Linked DNA regions of Mus musculus: region 2 is linked to region 1. Evidence: chromatin contacts called from public HiChIP or PLAC-seq data. All regions are on one chromosome and are shown on one strand. The core of a region is the stretch at or near the end of the contact, and the rest is flanking DNA. Distances in the headings are between cores, read along the strand shown. Region 1 overlaps Gm32231 (a long non-coding RNA gene). Region 2 holds the start of Dubr (Dppa2 upstream binding RNA).

Region 1 (5,036 bases), core at 1,848-4,347:
CTAGGGATTCAACCCCAACAAGGGAACTGGGAGGGATTTGTGGGAAGACCACAATAAAATAAGCAATGGATAAGTAATGCCCTCCTCCCCCATTCCCAAACCTTGGTGGGGGTTGGGGGGTGCGCAGATGAAACCTCAAAGTTCCGAGAGCAGGTCTTGGCTTTTAACAACTGATAATCAAGCGGAAAGGATTTTAGAGAATATCCTCCCAAGGTTAATTACTGAAGTTTTATTAAGAACCGGCACTACCTCCAAAACCTCTGGTGATTCCCACGGTGGAATGAGTTGACTCCCATGTATTAAGAAATCACAGAATTCCGTGTAAGTAGCTCCCTTGGTTTTTGTCTCAGTCTGATTTCTGTTGCGATTTTAGAATACTTAAGATTAGGGACCTCGCGGAAAGGAAAGTGGTCCACGTGTGTGCATGCATCGTTCAGGAGATCTCCAGTTAAAAGGCTGGCGAGTCATCCGGCAACGACCCTCGTGAAGCCTCAACTCATGACAGGAAAACAGAAGGCCACACAGACTTGTGCTAGAGCCAGAAAACACAAGGGGTGGACGCCCCCTTGTCATAACCTGCTCCCTTGGGAACTCACCCACAGGAGCAACGTCAATCCATTTACAAAAGCTTTCCTCTCGTGACCTAAACTCCTCCTCTTAAGGAGCCACTTCTCAACGCCGCCACTGGAGAATGAAGGGGGACAGAAATGCTCAAACCACAGCCAGGTACAATGTGAATTCCAACTGCAAACTTCGAGTTCTAACGGAGTTTCCATATGCACTTTAATCAAGAGTGAATGGGAATACAACCTCCTGGAGAAGGAGCTCAATAAATGGAGGGTAGTCTGGCATAGCTTCGAGGGGTAGGAGCTGTGAGGAAGGTAATCAGACCTGGCGTCGTGAGGTAGGAGATGTGAGTTGCACAGGGCTACCCCTGCCTAGCCTAGGCTTAATGTTCCACTCTGTTAAATCAGTAACGGGGCTTGGCATGTAGCTAAGTGTCGAGTGCTTGCTCAGTGTGCATGTTGCAGGCCCTAAAACTGCTCCCTACCACTACCAAAAATGGGAGGTGCAGAGTGGAACTCTCAAAATGTAAGTTTTGAACAAGAAACTGGAGGGCAGAGGGTGTTCGTTTGTTTATTTGTTTGTTTGTTTCATTTCGCTTAAAGCAGCAACTTACTTGGTTGTTAAGCGCCAAACATAGCCAAACAAATGGCTATGTTGACAATTTAACATATCAAAGCGTACCGGGCCTCTGGATTCTCCCAGCATCCCTCAGTCCTCATCAGTTATAGCTGGCATACCCCACCGGCTACCCTGGACTCTTCAGCCCTGGGGCTGCACTGCCCTTCCTGCCAAGGCTCTTCTCTACATAATCCAATCATTTTGGTTACCCACCCCTTTTGTGCCTTTGGCCTCTTTGATATTGCATTTGGTTCTTGTCTCCACCCAATCCCTTCTCCTCCCGTACTACTCTCGACTCTCCCAGATGTGTCTGCCTCTGGCTATGCTCTCCCAGATTCTCACATATGTACAGTAAACTTTCTTCTCCGCCATACCTAGCCATGTGTTTTCTTTCCTTTTTATCTCTTTTCGTTTTTTCATTGACTGGTCTCACAACAAACTGATACGTACATGGATTGCAGATCTTCTCTGCCATGTTCCTGTTCTTGGTTGTCATACTGATCAGAGAGCACTCAAAACACACTGTGATTCAAAGACACTGTGTCTTCCTTACCAACTATGTGTGCTACTGTTCATTAATACTAGTATACAAATCATGTCAGGTTTGAATTTACTCAGTTCCAAATTTGACTTTGTATTTTACAGATATCGGACCTGCCATCCTAAGTGAACAGTTTTTCGTAGCATGGTTTCCATTATGCCTGACTGCATTGTGTCTGCCTTTTTTTAGTGTGCCCAGCCCATTGGAAACAACTCCATTCACAAGTCTCCGAGCCATAGCCACACCCACAATCTACTCAACTGTCTTTAATCCTCTCTCTAACTCAGACGTTTGGACCATCTAGGGAAGCAATGGTCTTTACTTAGGAGTACAGACTGGTCTTTAATTTCGTCCTTCTTGGCTCCTAATGCTACTGGCTGAGGAGATCAGCACGTTTCCTAGGGCCAGGCTGAAGCAGTTCTGCCCTACCAGGACTTGATGACTGAACAGAAACTGAAATCCTAAAAGTTATTTTTCTTTGCTTCCTCCTCCTTCTCCTCCTCCTCCTCCTCTTCCTCCTTCTTCTCCTCCTCCTCTTCCTTCCCCTCTCATCTTCCTTCCTCCCTATTTTCCTCTTCCTCTTCTCTTCCTCCTCCTCTGCTTCCTCTTCTCATCCCCTCCTCCTTTCTTCTCCTCCTCCTCTCCTCATCATCCATTCCTCTTTCCTCCTCTCTTCCTCCCCCCTTCCTCCTCCTCCCTCCTCCTCCTCTTCCTTCCTCATTGTAGAGGTTGGTCCACACCAGTATTAATCCCCCACACATTGTTTCATGTTATTTTGCTTCCTTTAAGCTAACTTTTAAAGGGTTATGTCTACAGAAGCCAGGGGAACACACAGCTGGGCCCGATATACTTTCTGGTTGCAGGAAAAATTGTAAGATCTGGAGATCGCCTATTCTGGAGGGCAAAAAAAAGAGAAATGGCTAAATGTATATGAATGCTGCAGAAGAGGGGATGGGTAAAATGGACAGAAGGTGAAGCCAGGACGGAGGAAAAGGCTACAGTCGGGACATTCAGAAGTTCATTTGCATTCCACATTCCTCTTGCCATCATGATTGAAGGAAGCCATTGCTCAAGTTGTTGCTTAAGTACAGTAGAAAACTAATTTAGATGCTCTCAACTTAATTCATGCAATGGCTGTGAACTCTGCTATTTTGGCTTCCTAGAGTAGGTATAGAAGTGCTTAGCATAGATGAATACTGAAAAATAAACTATATAAAATAAAATACTATGTAAACTATATAAAGCCCTCTCAGGTGCTTCGTTTCTCTTGATTTTATTTGATTTTTGATGGGTTTTGGATCCGCACATACTGTGTGCCAGGCAGCAGGTGAGGGACTTTTATTATTAAGAGTCATGGTCAAAGGCCTGTCTTCAGGGATCATAGACGCCAGAGGAGAAGCACACAGATACATGAAAAAGTTGACTCTCAACTCGAGCTAACTGGGAAACGCGGGGAAGGGAGGCTACAGATAGATAACTCTCTTCTCCATGGGCGCAGCTTCCCAGGGAATGACAGGGCAGTCACAGGGTTTACTGGAGGAAATCCTTGAAGGTTTTAACTTTTTTCCTTCTTGTACGTTCCTGGATTTGACTTTCTTCTTTATTGAAACATTTTTTCCTTCAATCTTTAGACGTTGGACATTTACCTCAGGTTGGAAGAAACATACAGAGGAAGACACAGTTCCTGACACCAAGGGGTTTTTCCCAGTAAAGAGTTCTCAAAGTAAATGAGGCTCTAACAGGAAATGGCTAAGCAGCCGGTCTTAACTGCAGAGACACTGGGCTTCCCCACTGGCGGACCCCGGAGACAAGAATGCGTTTGCATTTATTTGGGGGGTGATCACAGAACGCAGCAGGAGGGAAGTGAGGAAGTTAGATGAGGAAGCCTGCTAAATGGTAATAAAAGTAGCATTACCGAGCAGTTTTCTGCTGTGAACAACTGGAGCGCCATCCTACTGGGGCACCCTGAGGAAGCCATAGAAGGTGCCTCATTCAGGCGAAATCTCCGGGCAGCCTTGCCCTGCTGTGTTCCAGGTTTGACCGGAAAGTCCACAGGAAGCTGCTCACAACCCAACATTGTCCATGGAAGGTGGTACCTCCAGGAGAAATCGGGTTGGCGAAGGCTGGGAGTCGAGGGTACGCTGGGGGATATAGATGGTGTCAATGATACAGGGTGGAATGTGGTTCCAGATGTAACTAGGAGAAGCTGCTGGGGAGTGGCAGCGCTCTCAGCAAGGTCACACAAAGAAGGAGATGCTGACGAAGGAGTGCTGACCTTGGCAGGAGTGACTGTAAGACTGAAACAGATGGAAAAGAGCATCCAGTTGTCACAAGAGACTAGGATCCCTGGGGAGAGGAAGTTCATGAATACCAGGGAAAGGAGGTACAGGGAATACAACTAAAAAGACAAACGATAATCAGCTTCAGACCTCTTCCAATATACTTCCTAGCAATTTTATTTTTATTCATATATTTTAGCACGTTATTAGTTGCTTCTTCGTCCCACCCCACCCCACCCCCACCAAGCCAGACAACATAGGCAAACGTGATCCTGTAGATAACAGGAAGACTACATAGGTTTGATTACTGGAGTGACATGATTACATTTTTATCTTGGCAAGATTGCTCTAGAAATCTCAGAATGTTGGGGATGGTCTGGAAGAGGTAGACAGGAATCATCTAAATAATAGAGCCATGGCGTGCTACATTCAGAGCTGCTGGGATCCCGAGTGGAAACAAAGAAGCTCTTGCGTAGATCCAGCAAGGCTCCCAGGGCTGCATACCATAGGGAAAGATGGAGGGGGAGGGGAGGGCCGCGGTGATGAAGGATGGTGACTCAGAGGATTGATGTTGTCTTCAACTGAGGTAATAAATTATAGCAGGAAGAAGAGATTTTGTGGTTGGAATTTGGGTCTTGTTGGCTTCAGTGTAGGCTGTGAATCTGGACAAATGTAGCAAGAAGTTTTAGAAAGCTGTGTCTGGAGTCCCCATGGCAAACTCAGAGCAACACAATGAAACCACTATGGGCTGGGCATCACATATTTGGAATCAGTAATGTCTTCTTTTAAGTACAGCTAAGAAGGATCATTTTCAAACATTCAGCAATTAGGATTGAGAATTCCTCTTCCCATGTTTGTTTTAAATACAAGTGTAAAAGTCTTTTATTTTATAGCTGTAAAACATAAACCCTTACTAGACATAATGTATATCTATGAATTAAATATATAGGAAATAGTGTTGGAGACCTGCTCAGGAAGTATTCATTTGTACTGTTCTTGCAAGAAACCACAACCCAGTCCCCAGTATCCAC
Region 2 (5,528 bases), core at 2,648-5,147, 250 kb before region 1:
GATACAAAGTTTGTCCCTTCGCTGTTACCATCCTTAATTCTGCCCTTCCGTTTACAAATTAAACTCATCCTTGCTTTCTCTCTTTTCCTGCTACTTTCTTTGCCATACAGTTTTCTGTTTTGTTTGTTAAGGATTTGTGCTTTTAAAAGATAAAGCTAGTTTAAACCAAATGGCTTCAAAAGATCCTATCATTTCTGAATACAGAGAGTGGATGTTTTTGTGCCTTTTGAATACTCGTTAGTCATTAATGTGTATGTTGCAACAACAAAAATGTCCCCTGTAGCCGTAAAGCTTTGGATAAACAGCCCAAAGCTATCGCTGAGATCTTTATCTGAGGACCTGGAGGTAGAATACGAAGTTCACATTGAAACATCAGAGACCTGAAGATCATTATAGTCAAGGATCATTGGGGTTTGGAAGGGTAAAAGGTGATCAGGCATCCAAGCATGGGGATTCTGCTGCTGCCGGGCCTCAGCCCACGCTGTTCCAGGAACATTCTTGCCTCATTTATCCAAAACACTCGTTCCTTCACCAATCTGAAGTGTTTGTGCAAAAATCACATTCTGGGTGGCTTTTCCCAACCACTTCTGTAAAGGGATGGTCAACTCTCTCCGTAGTCTTTCTTATATGAATCTTGGTCCACTTTTCTCAACAATAATGGCTATTAAATGTCACATTAAACATTTAACATTAGACATTTAAATATTATAAATTAGACAACTGGGACAGAATCCATCAGTCAACTAATGTCTTCACTCTCTATAAAAGGGGAAAACTAGGGTTGATCCCAATAAAACCACCACCCTGCCACACATAAATAAAACCACCACCCTGCCACACCCAAAGACAACAACAAAAGTAAAAGTAAGTCAGGAATGATGAGAATTTCAGGAAAAAAAAAAAAAAAAAAGATGGATGACAGACAAAAAATAGCAAGAAAATGCTTATAAAAAAGAACAGAAATTTTCTTAAATAAAAAAAGAGAAACTTAGACCCCAAACCATCTAAATAAAGCACATCTTAAGAATTTTTCCATATGTTGTGTTTTGTGGTTAAAAGAAAGTTATGAAAAAGTATATAGCCCATAATCATAAAGAAAGAATTACAATTAATTTAGAGAAAAATTGAAATACATAAATAATAATAGTGTATAACACAATCTCTTAAACCAGCTGCAATTTAACAAAATTATTTATTAAAATTGCCTAGAATTTACATTCAGAGGCAAAAATAGGCATACCTTGATAAAGTACATGAAGAAACATAACATGAACAATATTTTTTAATTAATTATATTATAAAACCAGAAACCACAGCCATCAAAACGTAACTTAAAAAATCCTCTGACCTTGAAAATTTTATCTATTAAATCTCAATATCAATCTCAGTTGATTCTGAGAATTTCTAGAAAAAAAACCCCACAACAATAATCTTTAAGATCAGCTGAAGAATGTTCAGAATAAAAATGAGAGATCATCAATACAAACTAGGAACTGAAATAAATGCGTTTCAGTGGGAGAGGATATACCTGCAGTGACCTGAGGTGCCAGGGTACATTGATAAGAAAGGGAGACTCCCCCGCCCCACCCCACCCCCGCTCAGAGGGAAAGGTGAATGGGGAGGGGAGGGGTCATAAGAGAGGGGACTGGGAAGAGGGGTGATTGCAATCAGATGCAAAGTGAATAAATAAATGGTAAAAGAAATAAATAGCCAGGCATAGTGGCGCACACCTTTAATCCCAGCACTTGGGAGGCAGAGGCAGGCATATTTCTGAGTTCAAAGCCAGCCTGGTCTACAAAGTGAGTTCCAGACATCCAGGACTATACAGAGAAACCCTGTCTCAAAAAACAAAAAGCAAACAAACAAACAAAAAAAACAATAAATAAATAAGTTAATTATCCCACTCAAAAATATATTTAAAAACAATAGTTTTTTTCCCGCAGATTTATTTAATTTTATTTTTGACTAAGCAACATGAAACAAATCCTAATAGATTAACCACATTTGGCATTTTACTAGGGAAAGGCAAACCATCATACAATGCAGGATTCATCCTTTTCAGCCTGAAAGAGAGGAGGTGAGATAAAATATTGGGTAAGCAAATATACTATCATCTTTCACGTAGAAGATTACTGTTACCACAAATTGGCTTTTATTTTTCTCTCTTTAAAAAAATTACATATTTTCTAAATATTTTGTGGAAGAGTCAGAAGCCATGCCAAGCCAATGAGCATCCTGAAGCTCACAGGCTGCAGTCAGCTGGCTGCCTCAGAAGCTGTAAGGGCTCCCTGGGCAACGGTTGGTTTTCAGTCTGGAACAACACAGTGGGAACCACCCCGGAATAAGCCTGGGAGCTGACACGGGAGCTGATATCACCTCAGGAAGGAAGGACGCTCGCATGGAGACCCTTGGAGCTCTGTCAGGTAAGAAGAGCCAAGCAAGGGCAGTCTGAGCTTTAGTGGATAACGGCTACAATGACATAAAAGCAAGATGTTCTCCGATGACAAGCTCCTGAATCAGCAACAAATTAAACCTAACAGCAAGATATAAAATTACATACAGAAATTATGGTCGTCGTTTGGGGCAACAAGCACTCATGAGGAAGAAGAGATAGGATGAGGCTCTTTTACAGTGCAGATGCAAAAGGGACTACGCTATAAGCAAGACATGTAAGCATCCTATATGGAAAACACTAGAAAGTCTTGTTGAATGTCACAGAACTGGATTTTCAATAAAAGGAAAGATAAATTCCGTTCTCCAATGGGAAAGCACATCAAATTATTCTCCGTTTCTCCAAAAGTATTTTAATGAAGCTATATTCTATTGTTTATATGGGAAAAAATAATGTAAAAGCAAGCCGCAATGAGGCAGGCCTAAGCCCTTTCAGACATTGCAATACGCTGCACAGACTACAATTAAAAAGGATAAATTTCGAATATGACAATATCTAATCAATGTGGAAAAGAAAAATTATATAGATCAGGACTCATGTACAGTGTAGAAATTGACATAGGTGGTATCTCACATCCCTAGAAGTAAAGAGGAAAAGGAATTTTATAAAGTTATCTTGTTAGAATAGGTAGACAGTCATTTGAAAACCGAAAAATCATCTAGGTAAAATTTCCACCAGTCTTACCAATATGCAGAAACAGTCAAATAGAGAGAGTGAAGGATACTCTGGGAGGAGACCCATCCTAGTCAATGTCAAGAAAACAGCAAAGAGGGGGTGGAGAACTGAACTAAATGGAATGAAGACCGATAATTGACATCTAAATGTGTTATGTAATCAACTTAATCCTAGATTTAAATTCTACCAACAAACGATAAAGTAAAAATTGAATATTTTTTGGAACAACTGAGGAAATTAAATCATATTAACTCTATCAGATAGAGGTTACTAAACTTGTTACATTTCTTGACCCCTGCTGTATTTTAAGCCTGTAGTCAAATATGGGCACATACGTAGCAGAATTCGAGTATATTCTTGTTGCTCAGAATCAGGGAGATAAGAGGGGTGGAGATTGAAGCTGCCACCCAGAGACTAGAAATCGGGGATGCTGCAAAATACTAAGTCACTTCACCTTATGGACACATTGTATGATCACCTAGCCCGAATCTCTACCACCACGGGTGCTTGAGAAACCCCGATGGAGAAAAATCGCTTATTCTGAGAAACTAGGTTGAAGCACAGGATCTCGCCGCTTACACAGGTCTAGTATGGATGTTATCTCTGGGGGAAGGTAGACACTGTTCACAACTAATTCAGAATCCAGTGTGTGTTCTTCCGCCCACAGCACCAGCGGCGACTGGTTCCTAGCCGCAGCTCAGCCAGCAGCCAAAGCTAAGCGGTGGGCGTGACCTGCTCTGTGGGAGGAGCCTTAAGGTAGGCGGGACGTGGACCGGCACCGCGCGTGCGTAGAGCTGTCAGCCGCACCCAGGCCGCGCTTCTAGCAAAGTTGCAAAGCAACGGGCAGACCTGTCAGAACGGTGAAGATCCCGGCGATGGAAAAAAGGCGAAACTGCTCCGCGTAGGCTGCTCGGAGTGGCATCGCACCTTGTTCGAGTCCGAAGAAGTTCCCGCTTCTCTAAGCCGGCTGAAGGGATGCGAGTCTCCTCTTGTCCCAACGGGACTGTGTCCTGACACAGAGTGGACTCCGCCCCAAGAGTGCGAGCGTCCTGAGCGTTCAGGGCATCCTGAGCCGCGGAAGGCATCCGGCCACACCCCGCTCTTTACCCGCCAACGCCAGCCCAGGTAAAAAGAAAAAAACTTTACGTGCTTTAAGATTCCTCTGGAGAGTCGCCAATTAGAGAGTTACCAGTTCTGTGACCACCCCACCCCCGCCCCCCAGGAAGAGCGAAATCTGTCACGTACTCATCTTTCACAACCTTGCATAGGAGGAGGAAACACCCACTCACGGCCGCCGGCCTTAAACGCTTGCAGATTTGCGATGGCAGGCAAATCCTTCACTTTCTGGGAGCTGGCGCCGCGTCTCTGGTGCTTGCAGAAAGGATCCAGTTTCTGTAAGGATGCCCAGGCTTCGATTGCACCTGGTTCTGAACACCAGCCCAGGAATCCCACGTACCTGTTTGCGCCTCCTCCCCTGGCCGGTTACCAGTCAAGACCGCCAGGAACCTCTTAGAACAGTAGCCAAACCGGCTAGTCTTTTATTCTGAATCGGTCACTTTCCGTGGCTAGTAAAGTCCAACACTTTGGATAAATTGGCTTAGTGTAAAAAGGTAAACTATTGTGTTTTGATAATGTCTCTTTTGCTGTGATATGTCCAGTGTGATCATTTAAAACATACTGAAAAGTGTATAGAAGAATGTTGAAATTCTACATAATCCCAACAAACTTAAAACAACTTGAAAAGCTTTATGTATGCTTTTAACCCTCTTTTTTTTTCAGTGCTCACTTGGTAAGACCACTTACTGAACAACTAGGTTGTTGAAGCTGTTTAACATTTGTTGAAAAACAGCACAGAAAATAGTATGCCGATTACAAATGCAGTTCAGTACTTAAACAAACATACTCTGGCAACAGTCTAGATGATATAATCTAGTACAAGCCTCCTTCATCGCAGTCCGTAACAAAGAAAGCACACTCATGCTAAATATAGACACTGCCTTAGCATTAAGTATTCTAATTGTTCTTTCTGTCATAATAGTTATCCATCCAATAGTCTGCAGTGCCCTGCTCCTTTCATTCCACACTGTATTTGAGTTTATGCATGCTGTTTCACGCAATTGGGTCGTTTAAAAATATTCTTTTACTCTTATGTTGTGTGGTCTCCAGTGTTTTGGATATACACAAAATATTGTATTAATAATGGTAATAATGAGATATGGTTCAAGCCATACAATTCATCCATTTAAAGTATGTGATTTGGGTTTTTTTTTATATTCACTTTGTGGGACCATAACTATCAGGTCATAGATGCCCTCCAAAGATAGCCCTTATCCCTCAAGCCCCAAACAACCGACAATCTTGCCTATAGACTTGCCTGTTGGGATCATTCTCTAAAAGTCCA

What was found. HiChIP or PLAC-seq counts read pairs in DNA pulled down with a chosen protein or histone mark.
Region 2: a contact with region 1 is called in an H3K27ac HiChIP or PLAC-seq map of embryonic stem cells, with 8 read pairs. The contact joins the promoter of Dubr here to the enhancer-like site in region 1. A contact is called at or near these places in 6 of 39 promoter capture datasets (the C10 cell line, liver, neural stem cells and 1 more), 3 of 484 Hi-C or Micro-C datasets (bone marrow-derived macrophages and embryonic stem cells), 8 of 115 datasets of contacts at active chromatin or transcription factors (acute myeloid leukemia, bone marrow-derived macrophages, embryonic stem cells and 1 more) and 1 of 9 other capture datasets (embryonic stem cells).

Annotation. Positions count from the first base shown.
Region 1 is chr16:50,481,047-50,486,082 of GRCm38.p6, reverse strand. It overlaps Gm32231 (a long non-coding RNA gene), which reads right to left. Exons shown (of 3, transcript XR_384894.2): 3 at 4,388-4,667. Among named protein-coding and RNA genes, the nearest start is that of Gm32231, 4.6 kb to the right of the region's middle. Within about 2 kb of position 3,097, at least 20 of the 459 cell types and tissues checked have an H3K27ac peak or open chromatin away from gene starts, as enhancers often do. A contact at or near this core is called in embryonic stem cells, where this site is marked.
Region 2 is chr16:50,731,142-50,736,669 of GRCm38.p6, reverse strand. It overlaps Dubr (Dppa2 upstream binding RNA), which reads left to right and starts at 3,897. Exons shown (of 2, transcript NR_028300.1): 1 at 3,897-4,252.